2 separate regions of the Mus musculus genome follow, and region 2 is linked to region 1. A link is a contact called in public Hi-C data. All regions are on one chromosome and are shown on one strand. Each heading gives the region's core, a stretch centred on a gene start, on an enhancer-like site or on the middle of the called end of the contact. The rest is flanking DNA. Distances are from core to core; before and after follow the strand shown.

What was found. A called contact is a pair of places that touch in the nucleus more often than the background predicts.
Region 2: a Hi-C map of cortical neurons shows a contact between it and region 1, with 3 times the contacts expected there. The contact joins two enhancer-like sites. A contact is called at or near these places in 1 of 15 datasets of contacts at CTCF or cohesin (large pre-B cells), 19 of 484 Hi-C or Micro-C datasets (the BV-2 cell line, the C10 cell line, DN3 thymocytes and 13 more), 3 of 115 datasets of contacts at active chromatin or transcription factors (embryonic fibroblasts, embryonic limb bud and large pre-B cells) and 1 of 9 other capture datasets (embryonic stem cells).

The regions. Positions count from the first base shown.
Region 1 is chr19:57,153,733-57,157,026 of GRCm38.p6, reverse strand. Ablim1 (actin-binding LIM protein 1) reads left to right here. Exons shown (of 26, transcript NM_178688.4): 3 at 1,692-1,875. Among named protein-coding and RNA genes, the nearest start is that of Ablim1, 61 kb to the left of the region's middle. Within about 2 kb of position 1,911, at least 45 of the 459 cell types and tissues checked have an H3K27ac peak or open chromatin away from gene starts, as enhancers often do. A contact at or near this core is called in cortical neurons, where this site is marked.
Region 2 is chr19:57,471,919-57,475,158 of GRCm38.p6, reverse strand. It overlaps Trub1 (TruB pseudouridine (psi) synthase family member 1), which reads right to left. Exons shown (of 8, transcript NM_028115.3): 4 at 2,379-2,460. Among named protein-coding and RNA genes, the nearest start is that of Trub1, 21 kb to the right of the region's middle. Within about 2 kb of position 1,703, at least 26 of the 459 cell types and tissues checked have an H3K27ac peak or open chromatin away from gene starts, as enhancers often do. A contact at or near this core is called in cortical neurons, where this site is marked.

The DNA.
Region 1 (3,294 bases), core at 662-3,161:
CTAAAGCAGTTTGATCCAAAATATACTAATTTGATACTTATATGCTGATTGATAACACTAGGAAAATGTCCTTCTTTTCCCTTATTAAATCAGTATCATTGCCTGTATAGTAAAAACAAAACAAAACACTGCAGTTCATACCATGCAGTAGTTGTGAACCTGAGAGGGGCAATGTACACTTGTACTGAGTGGCTGAAGGCAAGCACATACAACATGCATATATTTATATATTTTGTTCATAGTTGGTGAAGGCTTCACTGCACCATGGGTGGCTGCCACCTCAGATTCACCGCACTTGATTTTAAGTTAATTTTCGGTCCTTACATGTTCATGCACGAGAGGGGGTTGGTGGAGATTTCCGAGACAGCGTTTCTCTGTGCAGCCCTGGCTGTCCTGGAACTCACTCTGCAGACCAGGCTGGCCTCGAACTCAGAGATCCACCTGCTCTCTGCCTCCTGTGTGCTAGGATTAAAGACATGCACCACTATGCTTAGCTCGTGTTCAGAAAAGTTTCACTGCTTCGTTTCTAATTCCCTTTGGTAACCCCGCCTTCAGTTATATGACCATACTCATTTTAAGAGCCTGTATGTTAGACTATTAATGAGTCATGGGAACTAATCCGAATAACTAACCCGGTGTTCTAGCAAATCCCCAGGAGAGCCTTTCGTGACAGAACTCACTTTCCTCCCACCCCACCTGAGGGTCTGCTCTACCTGTTTATGAGAAGGATCAGAAGAGATCCTATGCCTTGCCTGAGGCTGCCCTTCCCTGGGCAGGAGTCACCTACCCTTGGAATACAGAGGCTAAAGCTGGAGAGGCCCGGCTTTAGCTGTTGCTTCCCTGGCATCTGGCAGGAGATAGTCGTCATCAGGGGCTGCTCCAAGCTTGATTTGTAGACAAGTTGTGACCTGCTTGAGTTTGTCTGAGCATGCAGAGTAGACCCAGGCTCCTAGCAACCCTGTTTTCTACACAGCCCCTGTCATCCACAGCTGTATGGTTTGGAAAAGGGATGCCAAAATCCAGACCCAACAAAGCGTCCTCTTTTGCATGTCCCGAGACCACAGATGACAATTCTGTGTTGGACTTGTTCCTTCCCTTCCCTCCCTGGCCTGCCCATTCTCATGTCCCATCCTGTATGTTACATCACACGGTCAGTGTGTCCTATTTCCTGTGAAGAGACAGCTAGCTCAAACCCCAACTGCTTTGTTGCTTTGGGGAAAGATTTCCAATGTGTAAAAAAATGGTCACTGGAAACTTCAGCTGTCGCTGTTGCTATAGTAGGAACCTATTACTCAGTGATCTTGGCCCAAATCGGGGAGCTGTGTGGGTAAGCAGTGGGCACCTTTCCTAACAGCATTGCCAGGGACACCTTAGTCAGCATCCCAGAGAGCCCAGATGGGGATATCTTTCCATCACAGTCTGAGTGATTGTTGATGAATCTTAGATACCACTGAGACCATTGAAACCTAGCCAGTGAATTTTATTTGTATGAGATATTGCATGGCTCCCAGGGGATGGGGAGGGGGGGGCAGAAGAAAGAGCAGAGCCCAATAATAAATGGCTCTTTGTGCTCGTCCACTCCCTGTCCCCAAACCGTTGAGAGCACAGGGAGCCACCAGCATGTGGCAGAAGGCAAATGCTGCCCAGAGATTTGGCAGGCGATGACCAGTTGTAAACTTGTCTTTCTACAGTGTGCGGCTGCGACCTGGCCCAGGGGGGCTTCTTCATAAAGAACGGGGACTATCTGTGTACCCTGGACTACCAGAGGATGTATGGGACACGGTGCCACGGCTGTGGGGAGTTCGTGGAGGGCGAGGTGGTAACTGCCCTGGGCAAGACCTACCACCCCAACTGCTTCGCCTGTACAATCTGCAAGTAAGTGGCCCTTTTTCCCAAGCCTCTGGCTCCCTCCAATAGACAAATGCTGGCTTCAGCATCCAGAGCTTTGACAGCCTCCTCTGGTCCTGAACAGTACAGAGTCTTAAAATAGCCCTTTCCCAACATGTCTCTTCCTGGTTCTTGGTCTCTTCTAGCCTGTTCGTTCTTGGTTAAAGTGCAGTAGAGTTGAAAAGCTTTGTTTGTATCCTCTGTAAAGCAGTGTGGCAGCCTGTTAAGTGGCTGTATCTTAAGCCTGAAGGGACAGCCTCAAGCCTCAGGGAAGTTTTAATATGGACAGCAGAGTAGGGGACGGACAGCTGCTTGGAAGGATAAAGCTCATTTGGAAATGTAGGTGATTGTGTGGACATGTACACAGAGTCTAGCCTCTTCTAGCTGGGCACTGAACTGTGTGCCCATGGCCCCAGCATTCAGAAGGCAGAGGTGGAAGAAGTGCTTAAGCACGGGCATTCAAGACAAGCCTCACCAAGACAGCACAACCCCTCCTACTAGAGATAAAATGCTATCTTTACTGTAGTTGGTGATGGTTGGCAATGCCTCACTGGTCAAATCATTAGTCTTTAGGTCTTTTTTTGTTTGTTTCTTTGTTTTGTTTGAGGTAGGGCCTCACTCTATAGCTCGGGCTGTCCTGGAACTGTGTAAACCAGGCTGGCCTTGAACTCCCAGAGATCCTCCTGCCTCTGCCTCTCACGTGCTGGGGTTGAAGGTGTGTGCTATGATGCCTGGCTTTAGGTCTTTCTTTTAAATAACATTTTGTTGGCTTTGTGTTTGTATAGGGTTTAGGACTTCTGTCAGGTACAGTGGCAGGGTTGCGGAATTATGACAGAGCCCAAATGGTCTACAAAACCTAGAGACACTAGTCACTGATGTTTTAGGAGAAACTCCTGATTGCTAGGCATCTGTATAAGACAGCTTAGTGAAAATGATCAGTCTGAGGGAAGGAAACTGGCACGGGAGGGGGGGGTGCTGTTGTGTTTTGGGAGCCACATGTTATAAAAGGAAGATGGCCTTTGATTCCTGTGGTACACAGAGTCTGGCTTGTACCATAGAGGATCTGTGTGGGTCTGTAGCTAGGCACTGAATAGACGGGGGTCAGCCACACTCCTGGGGTGATGCACATAAAGGCCCACTTGTTATCAGTGCCCTCCAAGAGCTGGGTCAGCCCTGGACAATGAGCCCCTGAACTTGTCCCAAGGATCTTGCTTGCCTCATCCAGGTCCCGTCCCTGAGTGGAGACCAAAGGACATACTCTTGCTGTACTGAGTTTAACCCTCTGATATTCTCCTTACAGAACAGACTACGGGCTTGTTCAGGTATAGTAAGGAAGCAAGAAGCCCCCTGCAGTGCCACAGTGTAGTTTTAATTATTAACACAGGTCTAAGTCAGGTGGGTGAGGCC
Region 2 (3,240 bases), core at 454-2,953, 320 kb before region 1:
ATCCTGCCAATCTGCTAAGAACGTCTGGAGCTGTCATCCTCCAATCTCAAATACTGCTAGGCAAACGGTGTGACGGACGTGTCTCCCTGGAAAGCTAACCTTCATCTTAGGAGTCATCAAATGGGCTTTCTTTCACTTTTAAAAAGTGTGTGTGTGTGTGTGTGTGTGTGTGTGTGTGTGTGTGTGTGCATGCATGTACACGTGAGTTTGTGTGTGTATGGTGTATGTGAGTATGTGTGTGTGTGTGTGTGAGAAAGAGAGAGTATGTATGTCCATGTGTAAGTGTGTGTCTGAGAATGCATGCGTGTGCCTGTGTGTGTGCCCACCCATGTGCGTGTGGCAGGGGCACACATGTGGAGGTCAGACGACAACCCCGAGTCCTTGCCTGTCACCACGCTTGCTGCTGCATATGCCAAAGTAGCAGGCCCATGGTTTCTGGAGGTTCTGCTGTCTCTGTCTCTGCTTCCATCTCCCGATAGGAGCTCTGGATGTCAAGATTCCAGTATGAGTGCAGACCTACGTGGGTCCTGGGGATTAGAACTCAGGGGTTCACACTTGAGCAGCACACTTCACCTACCTAGTCTCCCTCTAACCCTGAGCTTGCTTTAGCATAAGCGAGGGTACAAATTAACAAATGCTATACAGATTTTTTTCTATGACTCCAAAATGCTTACAGCTAGGAAGAAAGTATTTCCCTGCATGGCTGCATTCCCTAGCCAGTTTAGAACCTCACGCCTGGGTCACAGCTGATCACCTTGTTTCTGCCCCCACAACTCATCAATCATCAGGGAGTCTTGCTAGCACTTTCTAGGCTCGATTTGATGCTAACTACAGATGACGTCTCTGGCTCCACCATGAGTGCCCTACTCCAATTATTCTCAGTTCAGCCTCAACGCCTGTGCCAGCCTCACGACCATGACATGTCTGTGTGGCACCCAGTCACCCTTTAGTACAACAGGGAGCTAAAGCATCCCTCTTCTGGAGACGGCAGATAAAGAAGTAGGAAGTGCTCACAGCCCAGGTGAGGACAGGGCAGGTTCACTCTTCCTCCGGCTGCGCCTGCCTCCTCATGCTGCCCTCCTCCACCACAGCTCCGAAGCGCCCTTTCCTGGTATTCTTGGCGAATGGGGATGAGGACACGGGAGGCTTACACATCTATGTGTCACGGACTGTCACCAGCAGCACCACCGGCAAACTCAGAAAGTCTGTGTTACCTCTTGTCATGTGCCTGTGTCTTTCCTCTTAAACCCCACTGTTAGAGCTGGACTTCAGCTGGATTAGGTCTGCTAGCATTTACTAATTCCAATACTAATGTCAAGGATAATCCAACATCTAGAGCATGGAAATAAATGAGTGGTTTTAATTTTCATTGTATTGCTTGATTAACCGATCGAGATACCAAGTGCCACAGGGGTGTCAGCGGGGCAAGAGAAGCCGTGCCGGCAAGAAAAGCCTGGCCTCGCTACTGGCTCGATATGGAATATGTCATAAGGGCAATCAACACATAAGCACGGGGGAGCGGACGCGACACTGTCTGCAGCCGAGCCAAGAGGAGTTGATGTCAGACCTGGGGGAAAACCAGAATGCCAATGAGTAGTTCACAACTGGTGACACAGCCACGCAGGTGAGCTCACTGGCAACACAGCAAGTGCGGCATTATAAATAGCTTAGGCGCTGTGTGAGTTGCTAGGAGACCGGTTCGTTTATCTACCCTTTCTGAGAATAGTGAAAAGAATAGCAGACAAATCAAGGTGGGCCCTGGGGAGTTCCCTCCACTTCAGAGAATTAGTTCTCCCGGTTGGATCACTTCACTCCAGGACACAGGCACGTGACGACTTTGAGGGAAATGACTCGGGCACATTTACTTCAACCAGCTGGGAAGTCACTTAAAAAACATAAGAGGCTCGACACAGGTCAAATCCAACATGATGGTAACTGTGTCTTGTTACCCACTCGTGGGGAAAAACAGCCTAGATCCCAGCTATACATACAAGTAATTTCTGAACATTACAAACACTCCTGTGGGGAAAAGTACTTACAACGCTTTGTTAAGCTCACAGCAAACACGGCGCAGTGTGATGAGCAGTGTCCAGTCTGCTCGAGAATGTACTGAGCCTGGGCAGCATTGAGCCACTGGTTTGTTTTAATTCTGCTAGGACTTTTCTCTTGGGGACGGGGTCTCATGTGTGGCCAGGCTGAGCTAGAACTTGCACGGGGTCTCATGTGTGGCCAGGCTGAGCTAGAACTTGCAATCTTCCTGCCTCACTCTCGCACGTGCGGGGATTACCAATGGACAGCACGCATGCTCCTTAAGTTCTGCATTTTGCGATCACAGGGACTTTAACTGCAGAGGAGAGTGGCGTCGGAGGGCTCCTTACCATACGGCTTCTCTTCCGTTACCTTCCCAGTAGAATCCAGGGTGTCCGTGGCTTTCCCCAGTTCTCCGATGGTGATATACCTCTAGGAAAGGAAATGACAAAAGTGGCCCTGAGTGACACAAGACTGTCAGGCATCCCTCCTAAGGGACAGAACTTTATGAACACTGCCAACTGAAACAAAGTGAAGGCAGGAGGACGACACTGAGACCACTGTGCTGTTTGTTTCTGTTGTGTGGGAAGCATCTGGGAGCCCAGAGACACTCGGTTCTCTGCATCATGAGTTCCACATACGCACATCCAATCAACCACAGATCTGAAATATTCTAAAAATAAAAAGGAGCTGTGCTAATTATGTACAGACTCGTCGTTATCCCCTAAATAAGCCCGTCTGAAAACTGCTTACACAGCAGTTCCTTTGTAGGAGGTGCCACGTGCTACAAGTCTACAAGGGATGCCACGTGCTATAAGGAATGGTTAACGTTGTGAGGGGAAGGCCTGAGCTGTATACAATCGCATCGTGTTTTAGCAGGGGGTGAGGAGCCGTGGACGCGGTACCCACAGAGGCCCTGGAACCAAGACTCTGAAGAGAGCGGGAACATTGCCCACGTGGAAAGAATAGCATGACAGACCACACAAGACAGCCTCCCAAGAATCAGTCATTTTAGTTGCACGCAGTTAAAGTGACTTCCAGTAGCATGAGCTGCCACTTCTCCATGGGACACTAAAGCTCTCTTAGTGACCCGATCGCTCACACAGAGAAGAGCAAAGTTTTGGGAACCTATGGGGAACACTAGGCTGGACCACCAGGTCCAGCAGCAGCACCCTCACCCAGCAGTGTGTTTTCTCAATAAGAGGACTGATA